Linked DNA regions of Drosophila melanogaster: region 2 is linked to region 1. Evidence: chromatin contacts called from public Hi-C data. All regions are on one chromosome and are shown on one strand. The core of a region is the stretch at or near the end of the contact, and the rest is flanking DNA. Distances in the headings are between cores, read along the strand shown.

Region 1 (2,700 bases), core at 127-2,626:
TTCCGCCCGAGCGAATTTTCCCCCGTTTATTCCATAGTATACGCTTATATACATTGTGTGATAGTTGTGCATTTAAGAGTTTCTTTTTCTGCTTCTGTCTTATGCAATCGCGCTGGGTGACAGAACAGCAAATGATTTTTTCAGTCAACTCATAGAATGAAATCAATTTCTACCCTCTGGACTGGTCAAACAATTATCTGCAGGGTAATTAAAGCCACATTTGTTGCCACACTGTGCATTTTGTTCGCCTTTCGGTGACCTCATGACAAGTTTTATGTCGAAATTAGCTGGGATTGAAGTGCTCGCATATAAAACGCCGTCAAATTCAATAAAAAACGCTAATAATAAACGCCATAAAATTATAGACAATGGCCGAGCTGAGCTCTGCGGCTTACGCAATCCGAGGGATATAGAAATCAAGCTGTGGCTAATATATCATCGGAAATAACAAGTTTATGATAAACAAATTAAATCATTAATCTATGGTACAATTATAGATGAATGCGCTTTTTAAACATTACTCTGATTCATTCGTACAAAACAGTGGATTGCATTTTATTGGTATTATAACCAATAGTTTTTTTTATTAATTCTAAAGATAAACTATTTATCAAACAAATCTGTGCACTGCAATTTTACTTCGTCGTTCCTACCTTAGATGTTTTATATTTTGGTCAGTAGATTTGTGCATTTTCACATCCATCCATCTCCATACATATGTATGTACATATGTACATTCCACAAGTTTGTGTATATTTTTTTTGGGGGATTCATCAGATAGATTAAATTCATAGGGACTGTGTGCAATGTCGACTGTCGGCGCACTTGAAATCATTTATCGCCCAAGATCGTGTGCCAGCTCTCGTTTTATCGAACTAATATTATAATGACAGCAGGTCGTGCATGACGAGATTAACATTAACAATTGCGATACCAGCTGTTGGCCTCAGGGGGAACATTCGCGGTGGAAAAGCGGAATTTTCAATTTAAGGTTGACCTTAGAGCAAAATTTGATCGATAATTTCGCATAATTGTGGAATCTCTCCCACAAAAAAAAACCGAAAAACTAAAAAAACTGTGACACATGCACACGGACTCGCACGCACACAGCGAAACATCACCTTGAACATTAAACTGCAACTGTGCGAGGGAGAAAAAGATAGCCAGCGAGAGCGAAAGAGAGGGTAAGGAATAGATAAAGAGAGCTAGATAGTTTTTGTTTGCGTCATGTGCAACTGCAAAAGCTTTCGGTTTCCGCTGTTCGCATGCATGTGTGCGTCCGTGTGAGTGCGGAGAGAGAGCTTTAACCGAAAGCGCGCTCTCCTCGCTTTTTAGCCTTATCTCAGCTAGCTTTTTTGAACGGCCCGAGCAGCTGACAGTTGCGCTTCAGCATTAGACCAAAGTAGTTTGACTTTTTAGTTTTTAGCCGCGAAGCGAATAGTATATACGTGGCTCTGTGTGTGTGTGCGGTGTGTGTTGTGGCAGCTGCACTTGCAGCGAGAGACAGAAATACATTTCGTACAAAATTCCGCCCTGCATTTAGTATATTTCACCTTAGAGCGTCTTTGCCACACACACACTTGTTACCACTCACACACTGGCAAGCGAGAACAAGACACACACGTGGCCATCAAAGCGGTATCGGTTCGCGTCGCGTTTGGCCTAAAATTGTAACAGTTTTCCTTTTACAACAACGAAGAATACCAGAAGAAGCAAAGCCAAAAACGCAGCTGCAGTTGACGTCGACGCAGTGTTAGCTGCTGCCATCGCTGCTGCAGTCGCCGACGTCCGTTTCTGTTTGGCCCATTGCCGTTGGCCAGCTTCAGTGTTCATTTCCCCATCGAGTCGGCAACAACGAGCGGAAGTCGCAGAGGCCCACAGCCAACGAACAGTCGATCGATCCCCAGCTGAACAGCTGATTAACTGCGTACCCCCACCCCCTCCCGTCCCCACAACCCATAGTGTGATTTTGTACCCCTGGATTGCATAAACCCACAAGCAGAAACGGAAACAGCAATACACCAGCACCAACACTAAGCTAAACCCTCATCAAAATCCAAAAACCAAGCGGGTCTTGGCTTTTTCGGTGGCGTATACGTAATATCAGTCGACTAGCTGCACATCTGCCATTGCAATTGCGATTCTCTGGGCATTATGCAATGGCACAACAAAGAGGCACCCTGTAATTCAAGCAACAACAACACAAAAACAATAGAAGTGCAATGCGAACACATTTTCGCTAACTCACACACACATTGTCAAGCAGTTTTTTTGTGTGTCTAGTCGGGCAATTTGTTTAAAACAATCAGCTGCCTTTTTGCTTTCGTTCGCACAGCGGCAGTTTTAAATTTAGTATCGCTGCAGTCGCTTGTAACCCAAATTTTTTGCATCCCTCTCTCTCTCTCATTTGCTGTGCAAATCGTTTTCATCATCTTATATAAGAAATGAAGCTCAAAATACCCCGGATTTAATTGTGGAATAGGTTATAGACGCTTGACAAGTAAAAATCTTAATTAAAGCCCGACTTGCGGCGACTTGAAAGTGTGGATAAATTCAGGCAAGGCAATTAAATCGGAGGCACTTGCAATCCGAGAGCAACAACTCATACTCAGTCACTTGACCTTGCACAGTTTTCGCCATGCGAGCGCACAGTATGCAGTATATAGTACATATACGTACCGTGGGCCCACATACATATAC
Region 2 (2,700 bases), core at 125-2,624, 6.1 Mb after region 1:
AGAAAATATAAAACATATTATAGGATCATGACAATTATTTATATTATTCAATTTTCTTTGGTTTCTGATTGATTATCATGTCTTACAATAAAAACATTTGCATTTGCTACATCAATGGGGGAGGCAAGGGGCCTTGATCAACTTTTGGGACAGGCAAATATTTCTTAAGGTTATAGAAGACCCTATTCAATAACCAAAACGCCCACGCCCCTGGCTTACCGCATTTTCAGTTTTGTTTGCCTTCATATGCTTACTTATAGATGTGTGTATATGCCCGAGGTGTGTGTGTGTCTCTCTGTGTGTGTTCATATAGATGCATATGTATTTGAGTATATCATACATGTACATAAAGGCCAGCAATTGTATGTGTATGCTGTGGCACATACAGTGAAAGCTCTAACAAATGCTCTTGCACCGGCTCTCAGGTGAAATCCTTTTCCGAGATCCCCCCAATAAATGGCAACCCATCCCACTTGGCTGATATTCCTACGTTGCAGTTTCTTTTTACTTCGCTGAGGGGAAATTCAAACGTAGAAATGAGGGTGACTCTAAGCCAGGGACCACTGTGGCAGAGTGGGGTGGATAAGCCTCGAAAACAAAATCATCAAAGCGAGCACTCAACCCCCAGCTAGCCAGCTGAACGAAAGAAGCGGGCTGCATGGGATGAGATGTGGACACGGCTCTAGTTGGGCATGAGAAGCGCGTAGAAAGGCCTGTGGCAGAAATGAAATATCAATAAATGATTAACATTTCGGGCAATCAAGAGAATTTTATTAGAAACACAGAATTATTAAAGCCTTCCGTAGGCAAAGTCGGTTAAGACTTTAATAATGGAAGTTGAGCAATCGAAAAGGCTTATGGGTGATAAGAGGTACATTCAGTACATCTACTGATCATCATCAAGAGAACCCTATTACTTTCTTTTATAAACTCTTAAAATACGTTTATAATCGTAACGATTTGCCTAGACCGTATAGGTTTACTTATGTATCTCTCTCTCTCTCTCTGCTGATTTATCTGCATATTTCATTAAATTACTGTCTTGATCTATCTATCTTGGCTCTCTACGCAATCTGTGATCAATTGATAAAAGTCATTATACCCCTTGTTTTAATAGATAGTTTTAACTTTCCGGAAATTCCGACTTGCTGCCTATGCGCCCATCTATCTCTACATATCCCATATTCTCCCTGTGCCCCCTATTACGGGGGAACCCCGTAACCCAAGGCAATGCATATTTGAACTTTTTTTTTTTTTTGATAGAGCAGACAAAGCCATCGGCGACTGATGAAGCGCCCCTTCCCCTGTTTCTGCTCCTGCCTCTGTCACTTCAGGCTGAGTCCCCTTAGACTGAAGCTTCGACTGAGACAGACCACAGACTCCGTCTTCGACCTTTCGTAGACAAAGCAGAGCCGCAACTGGCGGCAATAACCACGCGACAAGAACGGCGCTCGTCGACGGTGACGCTGTCGCTGCTGAGACTCGTTAATGTTGCTGATACCATGGCCATAGCCATAGCCATAGCCATAGGTTGCCAGTTGCGAGTTGGTGTGGCCGTTGCTGTTGCTGTTGTTGCCGCATTGGATTCTGTTCCTCTGTTCCTGCTGGTGCTTCTGCTTCTGCCGCTGCCACTGCCACTGCGATGTTGTAAAAGTTTTGCGCACAAATCAGCAGCACAGCCAAAGGATACGCAAAGTGGATGAATAACAGCGGCAACAACATCACCACACTGAGCGATCAAACATTCAAACGGAAATGTATTTGCTTAAATGGAACACATTATTATTAAACATAAGCATGATTGAGAAAATAATTACATAGAAATACGCCTTTTAAATATTTCTAAAATAAAACAAAAATGTTTAAAACATATATTTTTGGATTGTTTGTACAGATATTATATTCATCTTTAGAATTTCCTGAGAAACGTAGAGCTAAGGATTTAAGCTCTTGTTTTCCATACTATTTACAGCAATATACATGGAGTTTTTTATGAAGTTTCTAGAAATTATATTTGTTTTCAGTGAAAATGGCATTTTCAGCGATTGGCGCTCGAAGGCGAACAATGAATGCCACAGCCGCCAGAGTGGCCAGCATCGTTAAAGCTTTAACCGACTCCCCTTTCTGCTAGCCTCCCATTACCACGGCGCTGTCCCCTCTTTCAAATCCCCACAAAAAAAAACCCCTTTTGCCAATTTCGAGGCTGCGCTGCGTCGCACAAATTTCAATGCGCTCTTGCCTCGAAACGGTGGAAAATGCGCGTCCGTTGTTAGTCGGAAAACGTCGTCATCCGTCGACGGTTGTTTTGGCTGCCTTTGGACCAGGAGTTTTCCGCCAGCAGAGGCAGCGACAGAAGCAGAGGCAGCGACAAAAGCAGCGACCACGACAGAACTAGAAATCCGGCATTACACTCAACAAAAACTTTTGCTAAACCAATTATTCATGAACTAAAAAAAAGCGTTTGCATAATGTCCTAAATTTATGAACAAGTTTCATATAACTTAGAATATTTCTACCTGATCAATTTTTATCAGAATTTTTAACCATTTTATTATCCATTCTTGTTTAAGTGCGGCTTTAGCTTTTGCCTTGGCAGCAGAAACTTCGGCTCTTCGTTCGGCCTGGCTCTCATAAATGACATAGAGAGAGAGAGAGAGGAAAAGAGGGAGGTGGATGACGGTTGGTAACTGTGGGAGAGCG

What was found. A called contact is a pair of places that touch in the nucleus more often than the background predicts.
Region 2: a Hi-C map of the Kc167 cell line shows a contact between it and region 1, with 4 times the contacts expected there. A contact is called at or near these places in 2 of 107 Hi-C or Micro-C datasets (the Kc167 cell line and the S2 cell line).

The regions. Positions count from the first base shown.
Region 1 is chr3R:10,092,385-10,095,084 of dm6, forward strand. It overlaps lncRNA:CR43459 (long non-coding RNA:CR43459), which reads left to right and starts at 1,377. Exons shown (of 1, transcript NR_133372.1): 1 at 1,377-2,700.
Region 2 is chr3R:16,222,021-16,224,720 of dm6, forward strand. It overlaps lncRNA:CR45643 (long non-coding RNA:CR45643), which reads left to right and starts at 1,375. Exons shown (of 1, transcript NR_125181.1): 1 at 1,375-1,834.